Regions from separate parts of the Drosophila melanogaster genome. Here region 2 is linked to region 1. Evidence: chromatin contacts called from public Hi-C data. All regions are on one chromosome and are shown on one strand. Each heading gives the region's core, a stretch centred on a gene start, on an enhancer-like site or on the middle of the called end of the contact. The rest is flanking DNA. Distances are from core to core; before and after follow the strand shown.

Region 1 (6,167 bases), core at 1,277-3,776:
TGCGATTGTTGGAACATATTGACACGGACGGAAATGGCACATTTTCGCCTGGAAAAGGGGGGCTTTCGGTGGGGCGACAAAGGATTGTGCGACAAATTGCTCCCCAGGTGAGTGTGGGACCAAATTAATCTGCAAATAAGCAGTCGAGAGGGGGGAGGGGTGGTGAACGGAGGAGGCAGTCGGCCAAGATAAACGCACAAAGCGCAGAAAATCTGGGAACGTGGTTGGAGGGTTATTCTTCTCTCTTTTTGAGCCGGCAAACGGAAACGGAAATGAAAAATGTGAAAAATGCAATGCGCAGCGAGTCGCGAAAAACGACAGTCAAAAGCGAGAAAGAGGGTGCAGTGAAAATTGCAAATGCAAATTGTCTATGGTGCGTATGTGGGTATGCGTGTCTGGTGCACACTGCGTATGAGTAACATCGATGCTGACTTGTCCTTTATCTCGGCCTCACCATCCCCGCTCCCCCTCGCCACCGATTCCGGTGCCAATAGTTGCCATATCTCTTCCAGGAAAAATACGTATATATGGCGTAGTAAATCTGTCATATCCAGACAAAAGCTCAAGCCAAGCGAATTCTTCCTCTGCCACCCACTTCCTCACCGGATGTTTCGCTTCGAGCAGGCACTTCCTCCGAAAGGGACCTCTGCTAAATTGATTCTCAATATTTGCCTTAGATTTCCTGTCTGAATATTTGCGTACAATTATAAAAATCGTGTGTGTCTTACTGATTGAATAATTAAATAGGTACATTTTAAAAGTCAACGATACGATTCTCCATGCATATGGTGTCAGAACTAGGCCCCGAATTATCAATATTTTTGGTAAATGAAGATCACTTAAGAACTGGAATACTAGAATGTCATAAAAGCTAGTAACTTTACTCTCCAAACCTATCCGTATTTTAGCTGCGAGTCAAGCATTTTGGCCAAATCACAACTAAGCACATCAAAGTATAGCATACTTTTAGGTGGAAGACACTCTGTTATGAGCTGAATGCTAAGAAACCCTTTTGACGCCCTTCATTACTCACAAAACCTTTTTTCTTTATAGGAAATGAAAAGTTATGTGAATACTGACCTTCGATAACAAGCTTTTAGCAACAAATGAGTTATTGTCGAAATGAACTCGAGTTCCAAGCACCGGAACTCCCTTTAGTGAAATTGCTTAACTTGTTTTTAAGTAAGCCGATTCCTTAGTAAGATACAAATTTTCTAATCAAATGTCGTAATTCCAAAAATGAATGGGTGATGTATATAATATTTAATAAATCAAGAAAAAGGGGTACTTAATTACGTGAATATTTTTATTGAATGGTTCGGTAATAGACATCTCTGCTATTGGTGTCCTGAATGCTGCGATAATTATTGATGAGGGGCCTTTGTCGTGAGTCTCTGAGGTTCCACAGTTTTGTGATCTGGCGACGCGGATAGTCCAGAACGTCGGGAAACACAGTCCAGGTGACCGCTTCGGCACAATCTGGTGTGGTCAGAGATCCTAAGAAATCTTCAATGAGAACCAAGGATCTTTATGTGATTACCCTTACTTACCATTGTACGTAAAGAACTCTCCAGTCACAATATTACCCAGCAACTGGCCCACCGTCAGTCTGCCGGTTATCGTGGCATTGGAGTTATACTGCACGATTCTCGGCAGCTGGTTAAAGATCTTGTTGAGTCCGTAGTGCTGCGAGGTCTGCCGATCCACCGCCCTGAACATAACCCCCAGAACGGCCAGGCCATCGGGATGCATGGTTGCCTCGCCCATCGTCTCATATATGGTGTTCTTATGAACGATGTGCATTTCCACGTCATAGCGCTGGAAGTTGATGGCATGTTCCGATCCCTTGGCCTCCCGCGATCCCCAATGGAAGTGGACACTCTGGGCCTCGAAATTCCCGGGCAAGAGACTGCCATTAATAGAGGGCCGCTGGCCACCTCGAGTTTGCGGTATCACCATGTTGGCTATCCAAATCTCAAATTAGTTCACAAGCATGTTATGTTATTTGATAGCTTCCCACCTGTGTGCCCATTATTGGTAATCACCAAGGGGGTTTGCAATGGCTGATCATAGTTGTTGAAACGCAGACGGGGAATGGCCACAATTTTCGACTATTTAGATAAAAAGTTAGCAACACTTTAAAATAGATTACCCGTCGGAAACTTACATCTTCAAAAATCAAATCTATGGGTGACTGGTTCTCCCCGCTTTGGCACGTTCCCGTCCAGTCATCGCCCTGCTCATCGTAGTTGTACTCGCCTGCCGCCTGCTCATCCGCCCGATCCTGCCTGATGGCAGTTAGATAGGCCTCCGGTATCTCTGCACATTTATTCCAGCGATTATATTGCGATATAACTAAGGGCCTGTAAACTCACCTATATAGGCAAAAGTGCATCCGCAAATGGCTAGAAGCCAGCAAAAACCGATAGAAAACATTGTAGGGAAAAGAACTTTTCGGTTGATTACTTTCAGATCCGTTCGCCTTGGAGATTCCAATCAGACTGTGAGTTTCTCGGCCACAAACAGGACCATTTATACCAGCAAGTGCAGGGAAAACTGCCATAACTTCTATATGGGTGTGCATAAGGGGCTGATAAGCGCAATCGGCTTAGCCAGCCTATGGGCGCAATTTACATTCAAATTGCAAATGGCTTAACAGCTTTGCGGTTGCCAAACCAGCTTCATAATTGACTTTGACTGTGGCCAAGACACTGAGCCCGTAACTAATGAATCCTCTCCACTCTCTTACATTCCCTCTGCATGGCAGATTGATCGAAGAATCCCTGATTGCTCTGAATCAGATTTAAATAGTGCAAGGAGGCGGATCGCCATCACGTCGCTTGAATCATTGCGATGGGTGGTTTCCAAATCCAGTGAATCACTTCACTATTAATCAACGCCCACCGAATGAGCCAACGACTCACAGCTTGAGGTAGGCTCGAGTTCTTAGACTTTTGTATAAATTTATACTTTTTATAATATAAAGATAATACTAATATGTTTCCTATTATTAGTTGGAATCCCTAATCTATCAGGGCAATTGCTAAATTACCTGTCTGGATGGCAGGTAAACTCATTAGGCGCTTTTCTGATAGTTCAACCAAGGCATTGCCCTTACTGATCTTGGTTAACAAATACAACTTTCCACACTACTACTACTACTACTACTTCTAATACTTCAGATTAATGCACTCTACATACACCATTTGGCTAAACTATAGATTTTTGATTGTTCAACAAAGGTGTGCTTCTATCACAATTTTATAGCTCAAAGACTAACAGCTGTTGTAACAACTTGAGCAAAACTCAAATAGCATCTGGATCGACTTGCACTACGGAAACCTTCGTCTTCGGTCTTTGTTCCAGTTTTGGGACAAAGCTTACTTACTCGAGATTGTAGCACTTATGTATCTCAGTAACATGAAGTGGTGGTTAGTACAGGAGAGTGTTGTATTTAGTTCTTATAACTTATGACTTTTATGACATTCTCTTCTTATAGAACACAGTGCGATTGTTTAGATCTTGGACAATCCGATAATTGTTGATCAGCCTGTGGCCCCAGTGGTCTCGCAACAGCCAAAACTTTGAGACGGATGACATGGTGACAGTCGTAGTCTCGGTGAAAACAATCCAGGTGACAGTCTCGTCGCAGAGGGGCGTGGTCAGTGAGCCCTCGTAGGTGAAGAAGTCCCTGTGACTCACACCTCCGATCAACTGATCCAAGCTTGATTGGCCAAAAACAGTGGCGTTCGAGTCTTCGATCGGCACCCGTACGACTGCCTCCATGAGCCTGGACAAAGGTGTGGATTTCGCATTGTCCTTCTAAAAGTAAATTCAAGGAACATGAATTCTTCACACATCATTTCTATCATGGATTACCCTAACAATAGCCACCATGATTGCGACAACAGCCAAACCATCTTTCTGACGGACGGCTTGTGCAATATTTCTGTACTTCTCGTTCCGATGGACAATATGGATTTCTGCGTCGAATCGGCGCTTGTTAATCAAGTGCTCGGATCCGCGGGATTTGTAGGACCCCCAATGGAAGTGAAGTCCATCGGCATAGTAACGACCCTTCAAACGGCCGCCGGTTATGAAGGGCTTCCTTCCATTGCTCGTCACGGGAATGTCCAAGCTAACTACCAATATTGCAATTAGTTGCGCTCAGTTTTGAACTACTAACCACTATATAAAGCCTACTGGAGTGCCCATTGTTTCTGATGTAAAACGGACGCTTAAGCAGCCTATAATAATGCCAGAAAGTGATCCCAGGTAAGACCCACTTGCGCGCCTACCAGTAAGTACGAGAAAACATTAAAAAAAAAAACATAAAAATAAGTTTGGTATACTGCTTACCGTTCTAGAATCCAACAAAATCGGCGATTGGTGTTTTCCGGAGGAGCAGAGGTCCTCCCAATCCTTGCCATTCTTCAGGTAATTCCACTCCATACCTGCAAGTTTCAAGTGAAGGAAGCAAATGATTAGTTTATTCTACTTTTAACTGCCTTGTTTAGTACTCATAATGGACTGCTAAATTGATTTGAAATTGAAATGCTTATTTATTCTTTTGAATGTCTCTAATTCGTCAGAACTCGCCAAGTTTCCCACATATGCAAATATACATATAACTTCTGGCATTTGATTTACCATTTGTTGATTGATAAAACGCCAGCGGAAGCAGTAGTAACAGTTTGTGAAACGCAATCGCCTGCATTGTTGTGAATTTCAGTTGTGATTGCTACGATTGCAATGCTATTATTATTATTGCAATTAATTGATAACTCGTGTGTCTTATGTCGCTCGTCGGTGTGGATTTTACTTAGTTCTTCCGATGTCAATGCGCGGGAGATATGCTAACTTGGCTGCAGCTCCGACTAAAGACTACATCCAACTGGAGCGTATCACAAATAGTTCGATTACTCTCGGTTCAGGTGAGATTTGCAACGATTTCCCACCGTATCGGATCTGATTTGGAACGCCAAGAGTGAAAAACGGTAGGTACGAGGGAGAATAGCTTACAACAGATGAAATAATTTATTTGTCTTAAAAACTATAATAAATACGGAACTTAGTCGAGTTACATTAGCATCACTTTCCCAGATAGGCCCCACTCAGATCCTTTCCGATCCTGTAGAACACTGGGCGCCCATTTCGCGGCTGTATGTCCCGGAAATTGTTGATCAGTCTGTGGCCCTCGGAGTCTCGCAGTTTCCAGAATTTCGACACCGACGAATAGGGTACGGGCAGAACCTGGGAGAACACCGTCCAGGTGACAGACTGCTCGCAAAGGGGCGTGGTCAGGGATCCACGGTAGGTGAAGAAGTCCCGGGGATTCACGTTTCCAAGCATCTGTCCAAGACTTAGTCCGCCCGGAATGGTCGTCTTCGCGTTGTACTTCGTCACCCGCGGCAACGCACTCATCACTTTGCTCAATCCCGGAAATATGCGATTGGGATTCTGTAAAAAAAAATATACACAAATTATTTGTTACAAACTCCTAATGAAATTTTGAACCGTCTTTGTGTTCAAATGATTGATTCATATAAGCAGAAAAAAACGATGAAAGAATATTCATCTGAAAGTGACGTATTGGCACGTTTATTTTTCTATGGCAAATTTAGTTTTACGGTGAAGATTTTCATTGCATCATCGTTCCATCACGTTGGATTAGATTGCACCTGGTTTCTCGGTACAACAACCCCTTGTACGATTACTGACCTAAGAAAAATAGATAGATAGATACTCACCTTTACGATTTTCAGCATGACTCCAATAACAGCAATGCCATCTTTCTTGTTTTTCGCCTCATCGATATCTCCATACTTCTCATTTCGGTGGACAATGTGCATCTCCACGTCGAATCGCTGCTGGTTAATGGAGTGCTCGGATCCGCGGGAGCTCGGGGATCCCCAGTGGAAGTGGAAGGCCTCGGCCACAAATCTGCCTTTGAGCAGACCCCCGGTTATGAAGGGTTTGTTGCCGTTAGCAGTTTCTGGTATCTCCACGTGAGCTGCCAAGCAATTAGTAGCTTTCGTTCAAAACCATTGGAGATCTCTCGAACCCACAACCCACCTGTATGTCCATTATTGAGCAGGGTGAGCGGTCCCCTCAGCTTTACGTCATAGTTTCCGAAGACGATCCGCGGTAGTGGGACGATGAGCGAC
Region 2 (6,167 bases), core at 935-3,434, 310 kb before region 1:
GCGAGCTGCAGAAAAGCTGGAGGATGGAGAACGCCGGCGATAGCATTCGCGGATTGGTGTTCTTGAGGTTGACAATGGCGTGGGCCGCCTCGTAGATGACCATCTCGCTCTTGTGGCGCAGACAGGACTCGATGAACGTAAACAAGGGTGAATCGGAAAGCTCCTCAGAGGGAATGTCCTCCTCCTCGATCAGCTTACAGGCAATGCGTATCTGGGGGATGTAAAACGAAATTAGTCAGATGTCACTTTAAAGGGAATAAGTGCATATCCATTTCATTAAGAAAAGTTTGGGTTCAGACTTCACTTACCAGCATGCAAACGGCATAGGGACTCTTTAGAGATCCTCTGGTCAGCTTGTTGACCAACTTGGAGACAGCCAGCCGATCCGACTTGCGGATATGGTAGAGCAGACCCAACGCGTGGTACTGTACCATAATGTTGTCGCTGTTCAAAGCCTCCTGGGCCTCGTTTGCCCACCTCTTGACCACGTCGCCGGCAGTGTTGGCCAATCTCAAAGAACTGACCAATGCAGCACAAGAAACTGCCGCGTTTTTGTCAACAATGCACTGCTTCATGTAGCGCTCCACGGCCTGCAACATGGTGTTATCCGTGATGCTGCACAAGGCCCGGATTGCGGCGGCCCTGTACAGGTCTTCCTTGCCGGTCATATCCTTCGTTAGCGAGCTAGTCACGATGATGACGTCCTCGGCAATGGAGCTCAGCTCCTTGATGCCCAGGTATACCATACGACGCAGCACCACGTCCTTAGATTGGAAGAGCTTCGTCATCGCAAAAAAGCAGTCGGTGGCCTCGCGGGCCACAAGCTGCTCACCCTGATTAATCAGGTACAGGATTTTGGTCAGGATGTGGATGCACTTCCTTGGGTTCACCGGCGTCTCATTGAAGGTGCGCGTCTCCTGAAGCACCGAGGTTTTTTCCAGGTTCTGGTACGCATTGCTCGGTCCTGCTGACGGATGGCCGCGATGTTTTTTGTGCGAGGTAAGGGAAAAATAGTTCATGTTCTCAGTCAATTTAGGGAAACCTCGATTTTTCTCGACTTTGTCGGGTTAGTGGGTGTGTGAGTGTGTGTCTGTGCCAGCGGAGCACCTTCAAGCAACTGGGTTGTCTTCGATTGGCTTCGCTGGTCGGCGGACAACTTGGCTCCAGGTGCTAGCTTGCTACTTACCGTCCTCCTCATCATCTTTCTCGCGGCGGAACGAACCCATTGTCTTGCAACTTTCGGTTAAATTGTGGGTAAAACAATTGAAATGGTTTTCTGGCTGCGCTTACACGTCACTCAGCGGTGCCCAGTTGGTTCATCTGTTATCGATGTGAAAACTCCAGTTAAGTATCGATAGCTCCGATGTTGTTCTTATCTTTAAAAGACAACCTTTTTTCTGCGTTTTGTAGGCAGTATATATTCGCCGATTCTGCACATTATAACTTTCAGTTTTCAATTAACTCGACACCGAGATCTGGTAGTTTTTTTTGTTCTTAAAATTTCTTGTTTCTTCACTGGATTGAAAAGGAACTAGTTGAGATTCACTTACTGGTTCGATTGTATTTATCGATAGATTATCGATTATGAATGGGCGGAAAAATAGCTAAGCTTTGAATTTGCTCCACGTTAACTTTATAACGAAATTGCTAAGAAATTGTATGAATATAATAATGTTTTAAATTTTATTTACATTTTCATAATTTTTTACCATTAGTTTGATTCGTTTTTTAAATGGGCATTGGCCGGAATTGTGACGAAGATTGCGAAGGCTGATCAATGCGATGAATTTTTAGTTAGATAATAACTTCGTTTATATTTATAATATACGCTATTAGTACATTTATGATTTGCTGGAGGGGAAGTTCTGATCGATAGATCTCGTGACCGTTAAGTACCGATTACTTTTCCTAATTTAATCGAGTGTTGATCCTGTTAACAAAATGGACGCCAGCTTTTTTGTCAGCTCTAGTTTGTTTTGACCAATTAAATACGACTTCGTATTGTGTTTACTTAATTTATGCGTGCATAAGCACCACCAATTAGCGAAAACAAGGAACCCATTATATTGAATTGTCAATTTCCGGCGCACTGCAAGTGCCGTTAATTGCATTTTGCATGCCGCGGGGAAATTCCGGCGCACGAAGAAACAGCTTCATTGCGTGTCCACGAGGCGAGGACCTCCGCCAAAACGCTAAAAAGCCAAAAAAGAAAGAAACCGAAAAGATCGAGACACCTACAGCATGAATTTATGGCCAGGCGATAAGCGCCGGCCAGGAGGAAAATCCGCCTGGTGCCCAAAATTGGACAAGGAACGTGTGCGTCAGACGGGCGGAGAATTTAGTAGCTGTCAAGGCATCAGCTGTGGCCCCTGGAAACACCTACAAAGCCACGAATCCCAAGTTGAAGCCAAGTCGGAGCGAACCTAAGGCCAAAGTCGGAGCAAGAGTTGAGACGTCGGCGCACGCAAGGAGTGAGCCACAGGTGAGTTTCAGGCTGGATGCCAGCCAACAGTAGAACTCCAATTTGTGCAACGCTCCCCCACAACAGCGTCATTCATTCTGGGGTACCTCTTGTACCAAGACTGGGTTTGTTCTGATTTCCAAACAGACGTGTTTCAAAGTTTTCCTAATTGATTACCTATATATGAATGTACATCAGGAATGATTTCGACGAGCAGTAGCAAGTGGTGTATACTTTCGGAATCTTCTTGTCCCCCATCGAACTTCGACTGTAATCCGCAGTTAGCTTTGCGTGCAAATGGCAAGGAATGCGGGCGGGGATGGGATACTCAGGGTTTGGTGTTTCGCTAGGATGGAAGTAGAGATCCCGATCCGCTGGTGGCCTGTGACTCCACAAGGCTGATGCTGTCAGTTGCTCTCGGCCGGCCATTGGCAGCTTTATGGCCGACTGGTGTGTGTGTGGGCCAACCTGCATACCTATCATAAGTACGAATATGAATCTCTAAGCACTTGCATTCGTTAGTGTGCCTGGTGCGAAAGATGCAAAACGGTTGCAAGTTCGGATTCCAGGTCGGAACCTCCCCCATCCCGACCGAGAACTTCACCGGTGTGCTAACAAGATGGCAACACATGAAATTAGACTGCGCCGATGCACGTCCAGCGATAGAAGAAGAACGAACTGATCGTGCCCAGAAAACGGGCAACGGCAGGAACAACAGACTAATTAACATATTCAAATATTTGTCGCATTGTTTCGCCAGTTTCCCAGCTCCATCTGGCAGTTCCCCTCCTCCCGCAGCCGGGTTTATTGAAAAGCCATTTTACGGTTTCATGCTTGAGAGTCATTGCCAAGTGGCCACGCCCCATCATCTCGAACCCAGCACCCTGGTCTGGTGCATCTTCCTTGACTGGCTGTGCACTGCAGACCCCTTGGCGCTATTTTTATCGCATTTTAAAAGGCTATTTGTAGTGGTTCCACCAGGAAGTGGCATAAATTCGCAGCGCATAATGGTTGTGAATAAATTATTTTGCCGCAGCTTCCTCTCGCCCATTGATTGGCTGATAAGAGCCAACCTCCGACTGCGGACTAATCCATTCCAATGGCTAGCAGAAGAGTCCAAGGAGGAAACCCAAAACATATGCTGCGTACAATGCCCTGGTTACGTAATCACTTACTGCGATTCTTGTCCTGCAACGTGAGAGAGGGCAGCCGGCGGCCTTCCTTGTGCACTCCAGCAATTTTCACGCACGCCCCCAACAAGCAAGCCATCCTCTATTCCCCAGCCTCCGTGTTCCCTCTTCAAGATGCGGCTAGGCCAAAGCCAAGCCCATAAAAAAAAGGAAAAAGGGGAAAAGAACACAGCATGCGGAAAGCAAAAGTCCCACAGTCCGTTAGGCGGAAGCGAAGGCCAACAGAAGATTTGGCTTTAATTAAATTTATAGGGGTTACGCTTAAATGTCTAGACCTTGCGATTATTGCAGGAGCACTAAGGTCTAAGGGCCTTTCCCAATATTTGAATGCCTCGAAAGAGATTCGGATATATTTATGGCTTTCTTTAGCACTTCATTAGCTGTAATAGGCCGTAGATCGTTTATCGGTAGTATTAAGACATACAAGTGGCTAGTCTTTTTCGAATGGCTTTGGAATTTTAGGACGCTTTCTCTCCATACTTTTCAGAATTTTACTTTGCCTATTAACCCAGTCATAGGATTGAAGCTGACTGCTAACACCTATCGTTTAACGACTTTAACGTGAAAAAAATAAATATGAACATGGCCATGAGGTAAACTGCCATAAAGTAAATCATAAATATTTGCTCAACATTTTCCAAGACTAAAACAAACTATTATGGGTCGTTATGATCAGAGATATAAACATGTGCTAATCATCTTTATGTAAGGTAGTTGGGCTAGAATTTGGCGCAGGCAATCAAAGTTCTGCAACTGGAAAGAAGTGAAGTGAAGTGACCCCTGTGGTAACTGCAAATGCCCAAGATTCCAGAGATATATTGCAATTATTAATTGTTTTTCCGCCGGTCTTCAACGGTACTGAACCATTTCACTAATTTTAAATGGCTTTCCTCCTCCGCCGACTGCCGCAATCGGCTGTCTGCCTAGAGTTTGCATCGTTCCCGGTCAATGTCCTTACCCGTTTCGGTTTTCAGTTTTGTTTGAAAGCGGCTAGGTAAGCATGCGCATTGCGCACGACGCGTCAGCTCCTCTAGTTCCTCCAGTTCCTCCGAGTTGGGCCTTGCCAGCCAGCAAGCTAGCCATCCAGATGTTATCCCGGTAGTGACCCCAGAGCAGGGCCATAAATTCTCACAGTATTGCCTACTACACGCCTGCGCCTCCGCAAATGTTCCAATTTGTATTTTTGCACAAATTGTTGTGGCCGCCGTGGAATCTTCTCAGCTTCTCCTGGGCATCTCGGGGTTGGCTGCCTCGCTTGTTTGTTTTCGGCTGCATTTAATTTAATTTCGCCTGCCCAATTGGGCTGAACCGCAATTAGAGACAAATGTTTTCGGCTGCATTCCATTGGCTACTTAGCCCCATGTTCGTGGCAATTAGCATTAGCCTGTGGGATATATTCGGGGACATGGGCGTGTGTTTTCTGGGGCGGGGAAAGTTATCTCCCCGACCAGTTTCCCACACGTTTGCTTTTTGTTTGCTTAATTAGGTGAAAACTGGCTAACAGGGACAGCTGTTTGGCTGCCATGCCGGGCAATTGCTAATGAGCAGGACAAGCTGAAGGAGTTGTCGAAATGAAAAGTAACCAGCCACCGTCCTCGCTTTCAGGCTTTTGCCACTTTGGTATCGGAAAATGGAAAATAGTAAACGGGAAAACGTTTGCCACTCGTCGCTTCAAGTGCTAGATTCCAGCTTTGTCAGTCTGTCTCAATGGCCTGGCAGGAAGGTTGGGCAAATCGATAGGAAAGGAAAAATTATAGTACAGATACACCATATTTTAGCAATACAAAAAAAAAACTATTTTAACTGTATATTTAAAATTTACAAAAAGTTCCTATGATTTGAATATTTATGGTAGAAATTTTCATCTGATTTTAAATTTTTCCGGGAAGAGTATTCGAAAATACCAACTGCGAGATGGTCTGTCTTTGGCTTTGTTGTTCATCGGCGGGCTTTCCATTTCCTCCCCGACTTCTCCTTCATTTCCCCGACTCGTATTGGAGGCGAAATTTGGCGATGCCCATTGCCATGGCAAGTGCATAATTTTTCAATCAAAGCGAGCAGCTGTAAAGCAAACAAAAGCAGAGGCCAAGAGGCAGAAATCGTGAGCAGGCCAACATGGCTAGAAAAGCAACCCGAATGGGAAAAGGAAGTGCTGCAAACGAGATCTTCGGCTCATCCAATCCCATCCCAGACCCAATCCCAATGCAAGTCCCAAGCCAAGCTAAATGGCAATGGCATTTAAATGCAAATGACCACGAAGCGTGAGGGTGTTCAATGCGAACTTTATGTATGGAAATTGGCAAAATGCGAGCAAGCCTTCTCCTCAATGGTCAAAGTGTCAAAGTTGCAACGGGTGTAGGTGTCGCCACGCCATTGTCTCTGGAATTTCCGCCCATTCTGGTCGGGCTCTAGACCATCACAATCCCGGGCCGGGCCAAAGTCAAGCCGCTAATTAAAAGCCATTGCTAACAGTCAACGACTTAATGGCCAAGCATTTGCATAGCTGTCAACGCCAA

What was found. Hi-C and Micro-C count contacts between places; a contact is called where the count stands out from the background.
Region 2: a Hi-C map of the Kc167 cell line shows a contact between it and region 1, with 2.3 times the contacts expected there. The contact joins the promoter of lncRNA:CR46119 here to the promoter of CAH5 in region 1. A contact is called at or near these places in 3 of 107 Hi-C or Micro-C datasets (the Clone 8 cell line, the Kc167 cell line and embryo).

Annotation. Positions count from the first base shown.
Region 1 is chr3R:31,258,957-31,265,123 of dm6, reverse strand. CAH5 (Carbonic anhydrase 5) reads right to left here and starts at 2,526. Exons shown (of 5, transcript NM_001104518.3): 1 at 2,376-2,526; 2 at 2,168-2,319; 3 at 2,021-2,111; 4 at 1,551-1,964; 5 at 1,246-1,497. The coding sequence starts at 2,436. The coding sequence ends at 1,307. It overlaps CAH16 (Carbonic anhydrase 16), which reads right to left and starts at 4,877. Exons shown (of 5, transcript NM_144019.2): 1 at 4,651-4,877; 2 at 4,360-4,454; 3 at 4,204-4,294; 4 at 3,886-4,142; 5 at 3,457-3,822. The coding sequence starts at 4,717. The coding sequence ends at 3,478. It overlaps CAH6 (Carbonic anhydrase 6), which reads right to left. Exons shown (of 5, transcript NM_001104517.1): 3 at 6,076-6,166; 4 at 5,751-6,013; 5 at 5,075-5,460. The coding sequence ends at 5,092.
Region 2 is chr3R:31,567,298-31,573,464 of dm6, reverse strand. It overlaps lncRNA:CR46119 (long non-coding RNA:CR46119), which reads left to right and starts at 2,184. Exons shown (of 1, transcript NR_133499.1): 1 at 2,184-2,482. gammaCOP (Coat Protein (coatomer) gamma) reads right to left here and starts at 1,322. Exons shown (of 5, transcript NM_170553.2): 1 at 309-1,322; 2 at 1-211. The coding sequence starts at 1,019. lncRNA:CR46120 (long non-coding RNA:CR46120) reads right to left here and starts at 5,362. Exons shown (of 1, transcript NR_133498.1): 1 at 4,368-5,362.